Regions from separate parts of the Mus musculus genome. Here regions 2, 3 and 4 are each linked to region 1. A link is a contact called in public Hi-C data. All regions are on one chromosome and are shown on one strand. The core of a region is the stretch at or near the end of the contact, and the rest is flanking DNA. Distances in the headings are between cores, read along the strand shown. Region 1 overlaps B930092H01Rik (RIKEN cDNA B930092H01 gene). Region 2 has its middle 12 kb from the start of Gm34004. Region 3 holds the start of 4933433G08Rik (RIKEN cDNA 4933433G08 gene). Region 4 has its middle 7.7 kb from the start of Gm34322.

What was found. A called contact is a pair of places that touch in the nucleus more often than the background predicts.
Region 2: a contact with region 1 is called in a Hi-C map of the N1E-115 cell line, with 6 times the contacts expected there. The contact joins two enhancer-like sites. A contact is called at or near these places in 1 of 15 datasets of contacts at CTCF or cohesin (large pre-B cells), 43 of 484 Hi-C or Micro-C datasets (B cells, the C2C12 cell line, the CH12 cell line and 29 more), 14 of 115 datasets of contacts at active chromatin or transcription factors (T-cell acute lymphoblastic leukemia, bone marrow-derived dendritic cells, bone marrow-derived macrophages and 7 more) and 1 of 9 other capture datasets (embryonic stem cells).
Region 3: a Hi-C map of cortical neurons shows a contact between it and region 1, with 1.7 times the contacts expected there. The contact joins the promoter of 4933433G08Rik here to the enhancer-like site in region 1. A contact is called at or near these places in 2 of 15 datasets of contacts at CTCF or cohesin (large pre-B cells and pro-B cells), 9 of 484 Hi-C or Micro-C datasets (the N1E-115 cell line, bone marrow-derived macrophages, cerebellar granule neurons and 5 more) and 4 of 115 datasets of contacts at active chromatin or transcription factors (embryonic basal ganglia, embryonic stem cells and large pre-B cells).
Region 4: a contact with region 1 is called in a Hi-C map of the N1E-115 cell line, with 3 times the contacts expected there. The contact joins two enhancer-like sites. A contact is called at or near these places in 4 of 484 Hi-C or Micro-C datasets (the G1E-ER4 cell line, the N1E-115 cell line, olfactory sensory neurons and 1 more) and 3 of 115 datasets of contacts at active chromatin or transcription factors (embryonic stem cells, fibro-adipogenic progenitors and pancreatic cancer cells).

What each region holds. Positions count from the first base shown.
Region 1 is chr9:61,275,719-61,279,499 of GRCm38.p6, forward strand. All of the region lies in intron 3 of B930092H01Rik (RIKEN cDNA B930092H01 gene), which reads right to left. Among named protein-coding and RNA genes, the nearest start is that of Gm51681, 5.9 kb to the right of the region's middle. Within about 2 kb of position 2,088, at least 130 of the 459 cell types and tissues checked have an H3K27ac peak or open chromatin away from gene starts, as enhancers often do. A contact at or near this core is called in the N1E-115 cell line, T-cell acute lymphoblastic leukemia, bone marrow-derived macrophages and 5 more, where this site is marked.
Region 2 is chr9:61,068,265-61,072,045 of GRCm38.p6, forward strand. No RefSeq gene overlaps it. Among named protein-coding and RNA genes, the nearest start is that of Gm34004, 12 kb to the right of the region's middle. Within about 2 kb of position 1,582, at least 12 of the 459 cell types and tissues checked have an H3K27ac peak or open chromatin away from gene starts, as enhancers often do. A contact at or near this core is called in the N1E-115 cell line and T-cell acute lymphoblastic leukemia, where this site is marked.
Region 3 is chr9:61,103,390-61,107,170 of GRCm38.p6, forward strand. It overlaps 4933433G08Rik (RIKEN cDNA 4933433G08 gene), which reads right to left and starts at 1,997. Exons shown (of 2, transcript NR_105026.1): 1 at 1,765-1,997; 2 at 1-1,235. The region is part of intron 2 of Gm34004 (a long non-coding RNA gene); the gene reads left to right.
Region 4 is chr9:61,433,062-61,436,842 of GRCm38.p6, forward strand. No RefSeq gene overlaps it. Among named protein-coding and RNA genes, the nearest start is that of Gm34322, 7.7 kb to the right of the region's middle. Within about 2 kb of position 2,205, at least 131 of the 459 cell types and tissues checked have an H3K27ac peak or open chromatin away from gene starts, as enhancers often do. A contact at or near this core is called in the N1E-115 cell line and uterus, where this site is marked.

The sequences.
Region 1 (3,781 bases), core at 838-3,337:
GGATGAATGGGTAGGTGGATGGATGGATGGGTGGGTGCATGGATGGGTAGATGAATGGGTGGATAGATAGATGGGTGAGTAGATGGGTGGACGAATGGGTAGGTATGTGGATGAGTGGAAGGATGGTGGATGGATGGATGGATGGATAAGTGGATGGATAAGTGGATGGATAGTGGATGGGTGGATGAATGGAAGGATAGGTAGATGGGTGGGTGGATGAGTGGGTAAGTGGGTGGGATTAATGGGTGTATGGATGAACGGAAGGGTGGATGGATGGATTGGATGGATGGATGGATGGATGGTGAGTGGAAGGATGAATGGAAGGATGGGTGGATGGATGGGTGGATAGATGGGTGGGTAGATGAATGGATGTATAGTGGATGAGTGGATGGGTGGATAGATAGATGGGTGAATAGATGGATAGATGAGTGGGCAGGTGGCTGGGATTAATGGGTGTGTGGATGAATGGAAGGATAAGTGGGTGGGTGGATGCGTGCATGCATAGTGGATGGGTGGATTAATGGAATGATAGGTGGAGAGATGGATGCATGGACAGTTATACAAATGTATAAAGAACTGGTTAAACAAGAGAGAAGAAATGAGTAGAGAGGGGATTGTGAATAGATGTAGGTGAGGAGAAACAGCTGAATGCCTTCAGCCCTGCCCTGCAGTGCAGAAACTCTAATCACATGAGGATATGGGTGAGTGAGGCCTGGCTGCTGGATTTCACAGGCCTCTACGAGAGTGGCATAAGGTCACCAGATTTCTATTTTGGCTGCTTAAGAACATTGCCATCACAACCTTTGTCTGTTTAAAAACACAAAACAAAATGTGACAGAATAAAGGCTAGCTCTTCCCAAATACAGGCCATTAATCCTAGTTCCCATGTGTGTAGTATTGGGCTTTTTTTTTCCATTGCTACAATATACCTGGGGTGGGGGAGGGGAGTAATATACACAGAGAAGAAGTATACTTAGGAAGTACAACCAGCATGATGAGGGTTCTGTCCCGGGCTTCCCTGGCTATATCATCATGGCAAAGGGTGTCATGGCGAGAGTGCATGCAAGACAGAGAGCCTGAGTGGCAAATCAGAAAGCTAAGGAGTGGAGTGGGTGGTCCTGTTCTTTTTCTAAGAATGTCCTCTCTAGAGAACTAACTCCATGAGGATGCCATTAGACCCTTTCCAGGACCTAATAACCTAATAAATTACCTCTGGAGGCCCCGCTTCTTGAAGGTTCCATCACCTTCCAACATTACTACTCTGAGGAACAAACTTCCGTAAGCGGAATCATTGGACCACTCAAAACCTTGTGGGTAGAGACATATTTGAAATGTGTGTTGCCTTTATATTAAGAATCCATAGATTTGGCGGGGCAGTGGTGAGGCACACCTTTAATCCCAGCACTTGGGAGGTAGAGGCAGGTGGATTTCTGAGTTCAAGGCCAACGTGGTCTACAGAGTGAGTTCCAGGACAGCCAGAGCTACACAGAGAAACCCTGTCTTGAAGAACAAAAAAAAGAAGAAGAAGAAGAAAAAAAAAACTGTTGAAAAAAAGAATCCATAGACTTGAGGACAGTAGTTTAAAATAGCATGAGAAATACATACATAAAACAAAACCTAGTTCTATTAAGTAAAGAAGAACAATATATCACATAAAATGTCAGTGAGTGAAGCATGGGTGTTTAGGTATAGTGAAGACCAGAGGAAGTGATGCTCACAGGACTGCCTACCGCAGAGCTGTCCATCAGCATACAAGAAGTCGTCCAGGCTGCCCTTAAACTCACTTATATCACAGCCTGAACTCCAACTTGAGATCCTCTAGCACCTAGCCTCTGCTTCCCAAGTGCTAGAATTATAGGCACGAGCCATCATGCCTAGTCTTATTCACTTGAAGAGATCGGTCTGTGTCCAGGACAACATTATTTAACTAATCAGAGCACACACGGGCAGCCTCTTTGCCTCATGGATCAACAACCGCAGGCGCAGGCAGCAGAGCTGGGGTGGGAAGTGCAAAAGAACACTCTCCTAGTCAGCCTCTGATTCACACTGGGGTGAGAAGGGCATCGAGAAAGTGCCACCAGATCCCTCCTACTGGTGAATGATGTCTCTGCAGTCTATCTCCAGAAAAGCTGTAATTCAAGGCCCGGAACAACCTGTGATTTACATGCTGGGTTGGTGTAAAAGATATTGTGCAGAGCCTTCTGAGTGTGCTCTGTGTGTTTGTATAAATCTCGCTACTCAAAATATCTCCCACAGTTGACTGACAGCCCGTGTAATTTAGCAGAAGGCTAAAAATTAAAATCCTCAAGCCTGCTGAGGGAGCGTAAGAATGCAGTAACACTGAGCGCCGCCCCTCGCCCGGGCCCAAGCTCGGCAGATGCCAGGGCTGTTCATTTTGGAGACGAAACAAAATATTTGTATTTAGATTTATTAAAGTCATTATTCCGCCATTTGTTCCAATGTGCTTTATTAAAACCGGATCTCGTGTCTGTTTTGAAAGTATTACCTGATTTACATAAGCCAGTCCCAGCCCTAATTACGGCTTCCTTTGGTGTCTTTTCATTCCGAGGGAGGCTCACGCTCCCCCTCCTGGCTTTTTTTTTTTTTTTTTTTTTTTTTTTTTTTTTGTCGCCTGCCTTCATGGCCCATATGTCTGCCTTGAGATAGCAAGAATCCGAGCCTATAAATAGATGGCTGAGAACAGCTCCGCTGCCAGTTATCTGTCCACACATCAACATTACCATAATTGCAACAGGCAATGTGTAATCTTTCTAATCACACGTTCCAGACGGAAAACTGGATCGAGTTTCATAAATTGTATAATTTGAGGCTTTCCTGAGCTAACCGCTGGGCAGGCGGGCTGCTGTGGGTCATCCAGGACTTGGAAGTGCCACCCCTCTAAACCTGGTCAGGCTGTCCCAAGGTGGCATGGTGACACACACCTGAGGCAGTCACTTGGGCGCTGAGAAAAGTAGTGCCACCCTCTCTGAGTCACAGTCCCACCCCCCTCCCAGCCAGGCAGTTTCACTTTTCTCTTTCATTCCTTTGGGGGAAACACTGTAAGTGTTTTCAGGATACAGATGAAGACACCAAGAGAGGTGAGACTCGTCTTCAGGGGTGCACCAGCCAGTCGCAGAGACTTAAACACAGATCCCAGACTCAGTACCTCCCCCCCCCCCCATGCCCTGAGCTACAGATTATATCTGCAGCCTGGCGCCAGGGAGGTCCCAGTGAATTCCGTATTTTCGTCCTTTCAATGGCTTTCATAAATCTCATTCTTACTTAATTTTGAAGCCCAAACAGACCTGCTTCTCCAACAAGCCACTGCGCTATCTTGAGTCACAGGGCTTGCAAAGTGGAGCTCTGGGATTCCAGGCTGGGCTGAGTCCAAGGCCTGTGTTCGGGCCTTCAGGACCTGCACTGTCAGGGTCTTCTCTCCTGGGGATCCCTCTCCTCTTTGTTTGCTTTGCCAGCCTCTCAGAAGGATGCTAATTGGGTCCTGTCAGCAGGCAGCAGGCAGAGCCCAGGGAAAGGTGATGAGGGAGGAGGGACAGCCTTCTGCCAGGCTCCCAGACCACTGCTCAGCTTTCCCAGGGCCTGGTGGGGACTCCAGGAAATTGCCTCTGAGTGTCCTACTTCCCTAGAGAGCTGCTGCGGGAGAGCTCCCTTTGTTTTGCATTGCGCGAAACCTCCGGCAATGCTATTCATACTGCAGGTCCCTGGAGTGGCTGATGACACCCTGATATATAGACTGGTCCCCAAGGACCCAGCGTGCTCTCTG
Region 2 (3,781 bases), core at 332-2,831, 210 kb before region 1:
GCTGCTGGCTAATGTTTAATGACTAGCTTTGCCAAGGACAAGAGAAAACTGCCTGATCACAGTTGAACAGTTCCCATGGTACAACTGTTTAACCCCACTGATAGTTAAAGAATATGTAAGAGCATGAGCAAAGCACCTACCTAGACACAGTAGGCTCTTTATAGAAGACACAGTAGGCTCTTTATAGACACTTCTGCTTTACTCTCTTCAACACAAAAAACAGACAAAATCTATACACATGCACCCACAGCCCCCAGGATGCACATTCCATCCCAGGATGCCTTTCTTGGCTCCAGAGTCCTCCAGGTATTGGAGGTAGCTGATGACGCTGTCTCTCTGTGAGGTCTGCTCACATGTCTATCTCAGCTTCTGTTTTCTGATGCTCAGTCTTCCAACAAGAGCCCTAATGCTTAAGGGAACATCTTCATCTGTAATTATGACCCCGAGACACACCTTAGTAAGTCACTAGCCAATAGAACTTCCAAAATAAATCCCACATGTTTTCAGTTGGGGCCAGTGTGAGGAGGTGGGGGAGAAAGGTGAGAAGCAGCTGTGGTGTCCTGACACTGGGCACCCCGACACCCCAGCTCCTGCTTGTCCAGCCCCGTGCATCCCCATCTCCTTCGAGGCAGGGATAGATCTTTGTCTGAGATGATGGTGTAAAATGGAGTCACTCAGTCAGCGGATCTGCTGCCACATCCAGCTCTCCCTAGGCCTGCTATCCTCTAGTGTCACTGTCCCAGCATGGCCTTGGCTGAGTCCTCCCTGGACAGGTGCATGGCCACCCTCCCTAGGGCTTCTAGGTCCATCCCTCCCTCTTCCTTTCCCTGTTTTCAGCATGACGTCACTGGAAGTTTGTGTCCAGAAATGTGACGTTTCCCAGTGCTGCTCTTCCCATGCTGCTCTCCTGCTCAACGTCTTTCCCACAACCTACTTTCCCTCTTCCCCACCTGTGTGGTTTTCCAGAGGAAGGAAGCATTCTTTCCACGCCACGCTCACCAGCTCTGGACTGACAGATTGATTTACAGTGTCTAGAGCTGCCAGACCCAGAAACCATCAGGTCTGGCCCTGAGCCTCGGAGCTGCAGACACAATCTTTTTCAAGGTCTGAAGGACTTCTCTCACTGCACAGCCTGAGCCACTTCTGACCTAGCCTGAACTCCTCTTTCCATCCTGAGCTTTTTTTTTTCCTATTTTTTTTCCCCATTCTATTCCATATACCTTGGCTTCCTGGACTGGATCCTGAGCCTTATGTGCTCAACTCTGACCTTTGACCCTAATGAGAACATTCCCTGGTTTATCCCCTAGTATATAAGCTGTGCTCCTGGAGGCAAGAACAGCTCCTCCTATTGGGAAGATGCACGCGAATCATTGCTTTGGAGGGAGGACATGTTGGTGGGTGATGGGCACAACGCTTACACTGGAATAAAATGTTGTCCTTGAACTCTGGCAGCTATCCAGAGGTCAGCCAATCACATTTTACCCTTAATTGATCTATCAGATTAGCTTTAACGGCTTGGGGGAGGAAACGGAAATGCAGCAGGAAGCGATTACAATAGACTACTGCTCTTAGGGATTCCATTTGATCTTCAAACAGCCTGTCACAGAGCGAGGGGGTGGGTCCCCATTATCCAACTTAGGCAGTAGCTCAGCCAGCCTAGTCGAATCTCCTGATGTCACTAGGCAGCAGTGGAGAATTCTGGAAAACTGCACCAACATCCCAGGGCTCAGTTCTGGGCACTTGATCCCAGAACCCTGCAGAGCTTTGGCCAGCATGGCTCCCAGCACAGACTTCTGAGCCTTGTGTGAGCCCAGGGAAGCTTTGGGGGCTCTGGACATCCTCTCTCCCCACCCTTTCTCTTTGCCTTGGGCCTAGGGTGGCAGTGGAGAATCAGCTCAGTTTTCATCGGCGCTGGCGTCTCTCAGGGCAGCCCAGGAAAAAGACATTGATTTATGATCAAAAAGGAGGAGGATGCGGGGGAGATGCAGGGCAGCAGGGGTGGGTGGGCGCTAAGAGATAGTATCAGAAAGAATAAAAAAGATTCCCTATGCCTTAAAAAAAAGATGATGAGGAGGATCCTGCCCTCTGATGCCTCCGTAGGCGTGGGCTGGAAAATCTTTTCATGTAAAATTGAAATGGAATCACGAATGAGGAGAGGGCGTCTTGGGGCTTGGGTGTGCCTTCCAGGACTGAATTAAATTAAAAACATATCGATTTTCCCTGCCAACAAACAGGCCTGGCACTGGAGGAGGGGGGCGCAGCTCAGGGAGGCAGCTTGAATCCCTGTCCCAGTCCACTAGCATCCTTCCGAGTCCTGGCAATTTTATAATTGGCCCAGTGGGTTGTGATTTAAAAAAAAAAAAAAAAACACAGAAGAACCAATTAACAGCAGCTTCCTCTGACCTCCGGTTTGAGGTGGTAGGAGACAAGGTAATGACTTAAGACAGAAGGGAGGGAAAAAAAAAAACCCTGAAAATAAAAATAGAAAAATATCAAGAGCAAAGACCTAAATCTTTTTGGCTCCCTGATTAATAACCCTGTCAGGCCGATCACAAGCCCTAAACAGTGATGCTCGTTGCAGCTGAATTTTTTATACTTTCTATTAATCTTTAATGATAGCTTGGTCACCTAGTCTCTTTTATCTTGTCAGATAAATGTATGGTTAACAGGATAATGAGATTTCTAAAGTCCCATCCCCGCTCCCAGCCAGCTAGTGCATGCGGCGACCTCTGACCCCTGGCAGACAGAGGCACCAGGGTGCTCGTAATTGGGAGGTGTGCTGGGGGTGCAGGGGAAGCTGAAGGATGGTTTAAACTTTGATTTGAGGTCAGCGAGGTCACCAAGCTCTGGAAGACCAGCCGGGTTTTATTACCAGCTGCCTCTGATGGGGATATAATTAGATTTAGCTATTGCCTTATTAATAAGTAATCGCTTCCCCCACCGCTGTGGGTGGGCAAATGTATTCCTTGGATAATTTGAGGACACGAGGCTGGCTTTATTAAGAAGAATATATCATGCGTGTTTGGCCAGAAGCAGACACCCATCTGGATCTCTGGACTTTAGGGGAACTTTGTCATTTGTACTCATTTGTGATATTGGATAAATTGGCTGGAGCTTTTTAAATCTGGCCCTACCTCGGTGACTTCAAACAGCAGTTACAGGGGAATCCAGTTTTAGCCCGTTTTGACAATTCAAGAGCAAAAGATTTCTAAATAGTTCTAACCGTCCATCGATGTATCTGTGCATATGAGTGCCATTTATCTGTCTATTCATCTACCCATTCAGGAATGTGTGCATGTGCCCTTCTGTGCATCCATTCATGCATTTGTGCATGTATTGGATCAACCCGACCATCTATTCACGTTTGAATGCATCCATACATGTATTTGTTAGGAATCCTGTTGTCATTCTTTTGATTTTTGTCTTTTTTTTTTTTTTTTTTTTTTTTTTGAGACAGGGTCTCTGTGTGTTGCCCTGGTTGTCCTGGTACTTGATATGTAGACCAGGCTCCATTCCTTAATCCCCAATCATATAAAAACGTGCTAAAGGCTTGCTCAGCCCTAGATGAGGTAAGAAGTATTTATAGAGTAAAAGACCCAACTTCAGCCTTGAGGGACGTAAGCAGAGACATGACCGAAGATCCCTGAAGAGTGAGATGAGGGGGGGCTGTAAGGGCCATATTGATGAAGTGAATGCTGGCCATCACACAGGCAGTGCTGCCTGTCAGACCCGGCATTGCCTAACTATTCCTGCATGGTTGACCTGGGCATCCTCCCTGACT
Region 3 (3,781 bases), core at 747-3,246, 170 kb before region 1:
GGAAGGGAGGTCTGGGAGAACGGGGCTGTTCGCAAGGATGAGAAGCTCTTGTCTGTTCCAAGTGCAAGTTGGGTTTTGTGTGAATACTGAGGCCGTGCCCGAACTCTGACACTGCCTTGTCACAGTGTTGAGAGTGTGATGTCCTGCCATCTCCCTCCATGTTGTAAATGTGTGTCATGTTCAACCACCAGTCAGATGTAGGGCCCTAAGTCCAGCCAAGACCCCTTGGGAGCCATTTGTGAACTTGCATAGACAGCTGCCTTTGTACCCTGTATCTTAGGAACAGGTCAACCCATGTCTTTGGCAAGTCTTTTGTGAGCGGTTCCAACTGTGTTCAGAGGTGGGAGGTAACGGCGCTGTCTATGTAAGCTACGTGTTTCAATGTGGGGACAGCAGGCATGACTTCAGGGAGCCAGAGGGAACATCCTGGATTGAGTTGGAACACTTTCAGGGATGCATTGATGTTGCAAAGATGCATTAGAGGCAGAGCTCATCTCCTCTGCAAATGGAGAGTCCACCTGCCTCCATGCCAACCTCTGGAGTCCTCAGCATCTTCCACAGCCTCTGATTACGTGCCACTTTTGTCTCTAACCCCCAAAGTGACAACTATATAGCCTAATGTGGAACGGGCCTGAGAATCACTGGCAACGAATCCCCTACCTCAACCCATACCTTTCTGAACTTTTTAGTCCCTTTTCAAAAGAGCTGATGTGAGAATATAAGCAACCATGCTCTGTCTTGACCTTACAATGCTAACATTCATGACCTTGCTGGGTTAGATGTCCCTCAAGCCTGTCTAGGCTGCCAATCTGCACGTTTATACTGTCATCTTCTTGATTCCTACCAGGGCCTTTCACCTTTCAGACATGATCACGTGGGGAGCGTGTCTCTCCAACACACCTGAATGCATCTGAGTTAGCACCTCCTCTCTGGCTGGCCGTGTGACCTTGGGTAAGTCGTTCAACATTGTGGGTTCTGTTTCACACCCAACAGGTAGGAATGGCAAGAGCCCTTGTTTCACTGCTCATGGTAAATAAGACATGACAAGAAGGTGCCCAGGCATGCTCAGCCTGGTGCTTGGTTTACCTAGGCACTGGGACTGGCTGTTACAGAGGCCCACTGTGGGCTTCTGCACAGTTGTCCTCTGAAGGGGTGGGAAGCTTCAGAGGGAGATACTGTGCTGGAAGAGGCACTTGTTAACTTCCGCTGTGTTCTTCTGTCTGTCGCAGTGTTATCTGAAAAGACCGAGTTGTTTCCTGTTACTAACATGTTCTAGTCCTGATGTCCCGTTCTTGGTCATTTTCCCAGGCTCCCCACCTGGCCCTGGTGTGCCTCGTGCCTGAGACTTTCTTCATTTGATCCCTAGCAATCAAGCCCCCAGGTGGTCCCTGCCCCATACTTCTCTGGAGGGACAGCTTCTAATCCGGTCTTGTATAGTATTGACGGGGATGGATTTATTAAATGTCTTCCTCCCGAGCATCTAGATTTCTATGTCCATAAATTATTAGGTCTTGAAACCTTACTCCCGCCTCTGTCTGTACATCTCTGTGACATTCCCACAATCCTTCTTCCTTAGTATTCCCAGGAGTATGGTCTGAAGTAGTGAGAAGAGTCGCCTAGAAGCAGCAGTCAGCCAGTGCAGCTCAAGACATAGGCCCTAGCTGGGGATCTTCTGTCTGTATTGGGCTAAGGCCATCACTCCAATTGTGGTCTGGGCGCTCTCAGCCTTTCAACTGAGGGAGGATGTATATGGAAAGCATTTACCTTTTCCCTTTCCTTTGGGGCTCAGGACTTGGGGCCTGGTGGTAGCAAGCTAGCCACACAACTCAGCTCATCAAATGCTGTTGCTCAGTGGTTAGCACTGTGAGCTGCTGTGGTCAGTTAGTCAGTTACACCTTGTATCCATGGAGAAAACAAGAGAATGGACAGACACGCAGAAATTTCTGCTCACTGCCATGGGAAAGTCACTCTGTTTAAGCAAAGATGCCCTTGGATTGAGTGCTGTTCTCCCAGATTCTAGATTTGGCAATAGAATTTGGAATAGGGACAAAGAAGATTCTGGAATTGTATTTAAGGAGGAAAGAAGAGAAGCCTGTGGCTAATATCCAGAGATCTTAGTGGCTAGAGGCCTCACAGGGGGTCTTTAGAAATGCAGGACAAGGGAGAATGTCAGAGCAAACAGGAAAGCCTGGCCACACAGGCCCCAGGTCATCCTGGTGTGACCCTCTCTAGCCATGTCGTGCTCGGCAGATGCCCAGGAGACGTGGCCTGGTTAGGAAGCTCTATTTCCCATAATTAAGACCTTCAGCTTCCACAGCCACAAGGGTAGGGCTGTTGTCTCTATCATCCTTGCATCTCGTTCTCTCTTCCCACTTCCTCATTTGATGGTTGTGCCCTCACAGGGTGGATCCGAAAGGTGAGATTACTCAGAATCTGAGGTTGGCAATAGAAAGTGATGTGAGGTGTTCTGGTAACTCTGCTATTGATGCTGGGGCACTCACCACGGGCCAGACTCTGCGTCTGGCACTAGGGCTGCAGCGGCAGGTAGGCCTCTGGGCTCACTTCACAGGAGGCTGTGAGAATGAACCAGGAGACCCCCGTGGAAACAGTGCCCCCATAGAGACTGAGCAGGCTGCTGAACTAAAGTGGAGCACGGAGCGCTCTGCCTGCCAAACTAAGAACCATGCTCTCGTGAGCAGAGATGACTCAGAGAATGGCTCGGAACAAAGGAGTGGGATGAGCTGATTTTGTTTTTGAAACTTTTAATTCCAAAACTAAATCACACTCATAAAAAGATAAGATAGCGTGAAGAAAGCATGAGATTAAAGTTCTTGTGGTGTCCCCCCACTTTGCGGCACCAGTTCCTTCCCAGGGAAGTCCTCAGTGGATGCATCTGTGTACTTTCTTGATTTATTTATTGACTGCATTTAAGAACATATGTGCTTTTTTCACAGAAATAATATTAAGATGCACACAAGTTAGCTTATTAATAGCTGGCTCTCATTTCATGTGGGTACATATAAATTAATCTTATTAATAACTGGCTCTCATCTCGTGTGGGTGCATGTAAGTGAATCTTGCTTGCTGATGGGGATTTATTTTGTGGTCACTTTTTAAAAAATGGCCACCAGGTGCTGGAAGAGGTGGCTCTGCAGTTAAGAGAGCTGAGTGCTCTTCCAGGATCCCAGATTCTATCCCCAGCTGCTCATACCCATCTCTAGTCTCAGTTCCAAAGGATTTGATGCCCTCTTCTGGCCTCAGACACTAGGTACCTACACAGTGCACAGACACACATTTGGGCAAAACACCCATGCCCATCATACACATAAACATTTGATTTTGTAATGGTCACTAACTGTGATGTTGCCTTTCTGAACTTTGAGCTGAAAATTGAGTGTCTGAATAGTAAATTTTGTTTCAACTATATATTTTTTTTTTTGGTTTGGTTTGGTTTGGTTTGGTTTTTCGAGACAGGGTTTCTCTGTGTAGCTCTGGCTGTCCTGGAACTCACTTTGTAGACCAGGCTGGCCTTGAACTCAGAAATCCGTCTGCCTCTGCCTCCCGAGTGCTGGGATTAAAGGCATGCGCCACCACTGCCCAGCTTGACTATACTTTTTTTTTTAGATTTATTTTATGTCTCTCTCTCTCTCTCTCTCTCTCTCTCTCTCTCTCTCTCACACACACACACACACACAAACACACACACACACACACACACACACACACACACACACACACACACACACCTCTTCTGGGTGAAAGTCAAAAGACAACTCCCAAG
Region 4 (3,781 bases), core at 955-3,454, 160 kb after region 1:
CCAGAGAATGGGGTGGAGCACTGTTGGTAGTGTGTTTACTTAGCAAGCACAAAAGCCCTGGGTTGGAGTTCCAACATCCCATAGAACTAGGTGTTGTGACATCCGTCTATACTTCTTCTCTTGGGAGTTGGAAGCAGGAGGATCATACATTTAAAGCCAGCCTGGGTTACTTAGCAAGAAGACAACAAGGGCTGCTTGAGACCCTGTTTCTAAATAAATAAATAAATAAAAACATAGAAAAAAGTATTCTGAAACAAGCAAGGGAAGAAGGGCCCTCCTCCCTTTACCTACTATGTCACATGATGCATCATGCATGAGTCCATGGAGCTCAGCAAAGGCCCTTAGGGACCAGTCTATCTGCTGGGCCAGTGCACAGGAGTCCTGTTGCCGCCAGACTCAGAGCTGCAGGTCCCAAGTCCTTGGTGGCCTGGGTCACTGTCACCCTACATTAAGAGAAGCAGTTCTGTTATTCACCCATCTCAGATTCATGGCACAGACCTCACCTCTGACCTTTGCCTCCCTTTGTCCTCCCAGTCCCGCCTGGTAGCCATGACCTGAGTCTCCTCATATCTGGGACAATTGCCATATTCCTCTCTCTCCATCACACAGTCTGGGCTTAGCGCCCCTGCATCACCTCACAGGCCCCTCGACTATTATCATTGACTTATTCTGGGTCCCATGGTGAATGACTTGATCTTGGCTCCACCTCTCTGAAGCTAAGTATGGCCTAACTTCCCACACCGCTCAGCCTCCATGTAAACAAGAGGGGGTGATGGGGAGGGTCTGAGCTACGACTCTGTCCCAGATGACTGTCTTAATTGATTTGTCCTTTGTGTATCTGTGCCTCAGTTTCCCTCCTAGAACATGGAGGGGAAACCAGATCTCAGAAAGCCAACCTGTGCCACCATAGACAAAAACCCCAGAACAGCCTTAGTTCTGCTCTACCACAACCCCATTCTGCATGCTGGATGTCAGATCAGCTGTGTGGAGGGGCCCAGGCCCCCATTTGCCTTACACCCATGGGCACCCCGCTCAAGTCCTAGCCCAGCCCCAAGGCGGCTCATCTCAGCACTCTAGGCCACCGTGAGCACAGCGGCTGCTCTTGCCCCTCAGGCGGCCAGGCTGAGCAGATGGCAGGGGAGGCAGCGGGCTGTCAGCTGCTGTTATCTCTTGCTGATGACACGGAGTGTAAATTTTGTTGGCAACACTCCCTCCTGCCTCTGCATGCCACCAGCTTTAATCACTGTAATTGAGTTATAATGAATGATTGTGCATTCACATTGTCTGAGCCAGGCACAGCCGGAACAAGCCAGTGAGCTGGGCGGTCCAGGCAGGGATCTGCACTACTCACAGAGGGGGCATTGCCTCCCTCCGGGCCTCAGACTTGAGTCCCGGGCTTTGCCCGCCTTCAGTTTTCTTCCCCAGTATGGAGGTGGCTATCCCCACAGTGTGTGCATACCTTGTGCTTTACTGTATTATCAATTTGAAATGACAATGAATTCAGACTGTGGAGAATTGGGGAGATATAGATAAACAAGAAGAAAAAGAGTGACAATGATAGAGGCCACTGTGTCCCAGACACAGGGTTATAGTCAAACTGCTGTCCTCTTCATTTTGGTATTCTTTCAGAGTTCATGGCTTTAAAAAAAAAAAAAATTCATTTAAAAAAAAATAGAATCTCTAGCCCAGGCTATTCTTGAACTCACTATGTAGCCAAGGATGACTCTAACATCTCTGTTCCTCTACCTTCCAAGTGCCAAGATCATAGGCATGTACCATTACCTTGGATTTATGCCATGCTGGGGGTGCAGGGGGATGCTAGGCACATACTCTCTGAGCTACAGAGTCAGCCTTTAGATGTCTGTTCTGCTTTGCTTTGCTTTGCTTTGCTTTGCTTTGCTTTGCTTTGCTTTGCTTTGCTTTGCTTTGCTTTGCTTTGCTTTGCTTTGCTTTGCTTTGTTTTGTTTTTGAGACAGGGTTTCTCCGTGCAGCCCTGGCTATCCTGGAACTCGCTCTGTAGACCAGGGGAATCTGCCTGCCTTTGCCTCTCAAGTACTGGGACTAAAGACATGCTCAGACTGCCCAGCTTTTCAGACTTTAAAAAACATGAGAGGAGTTACAGTTGCTGCTCTCCCCCATACTGCTGTAGTGAAGTCTGAGTGAGTCCTCATCACAAGACCTATTGCACCAACTCTGCTGTGGGAGGGGCACTCTCCAGAGCTGTCAGCCTAGGCTCAGAGGCTGTGTGTCCCGCCCCCTCCTACTTCACACAGCTGGAAGGCTGGCTGCCCAGCTGCAACCTCTTGCTGAGCCTGCTTAGGGTAGGGCACTCAGCATGCAAATGACAAATGACTCTGCTCTGAAACATTAGGCATTTCTCCCTCCGCACTTTCTCCAGACCCCCTCTACACAGAGAAGCAAGAGCTTAAGGTTTATCTCTTCCAGGAAACCAGGGGTAATGAGCATCCCCGAGTTCTGCTGCCGCTGGCTGAGTTGGAGCGCAGCTGTGATGGTTAATCTCAGTTGACAACTTGACAGAATCTAGAATCACCTGGGATGGGCCTCTGGGCATGACTAAGGGGAATTCTGTTGATTAGGCTAATTGAGATGGAAAACCCTGCCCACTGTGGGTGGTACCATTCCCATGAGCTAGGATCCCGGACTCTATAAAAAGGAGAAAGTGAGCTGAGCCCCAGCCTCCATTGCTTCCTGACTGCAGGTACAGTGTGACTAGCATCCATTGCTCTCTGCTTCCTGACTGTAGATACAGTGTGACCAGCTGCCACTCCGGCTTCTTCATGTCTCTTTTGTCATCGTGAACTATAACCTGAAACTGTAAGCTGAAATAAAGCCCTTTTCCTTTACATTGCTTTTTTCAGAGTTTCTATTTTTTAATCAAAGTCACAGGAAAAGAAACTAAGACAGGGAGGGCCCTACATAATTTGCTGTTCCATCTGTCGGGGAGGGTGAGAGGATCTTTTTAAGGTGTCCTTTCAGCTCTGACACTATACCAATAGCTGATGCCACTTCATTACATCCAGAGACTCAGTGATGACAAGGGACAGAGCAGTCACCAGAGACTGGTAGGGATTACCCCCAGGGGACAATGGAGGAAAGAAAGGATATGAATCTCTGTGCCAGGCCATGGTCCTGTGGGGCAGATCCTGGTCACCCTAATATGAGAAGCAGTGGGCTGGAGGCCAGCAGACAGGATCACATGCAAGCTCCACATGGCTCCTTTCCATATTTGCCCAGAGCCTGGGAGCTCTGCTCTACAGTGATGAGCTCAGAAGTCAGAGGTCACCTGATGCGTTTTCCACTCTTCCCTGTAGCAGGGTTTACCCTTCTCTCCCTGGCCCACCCCACTTTCTCTGTTTTTTCTGTTTTTGTTTAGTTTTGTTTTTGAGACGGTCTCCTGCAATCCATGCAGGCCTTGAATTCACTCTGTGAGTGCTGACCATTAGCTCCTGATCCACAAGTGCCACACAGCTACATCCTAGCACAGCTTTTACTTTCTATCAAGTGATGAGAATTTTATATAAAAATGTAGTATTTACATTTTATAGGGATATTTACAAATAAATAAGATTTACAATACTTAAATAATACTTCTTCATAGAGATGTACCCACTGAGCCCTATAGTGTAGGCACTGTGTATGGGCTATGCCCCCCTTTTTTTCCTGCTTTTCTTCTGCACCCACAGACTAGACTAGTTCATACTAGATGTTCAGCTTCATGAAACCTGTGCTTTGAAAGCTAGGTACCAGCAGAGGTGCTGGC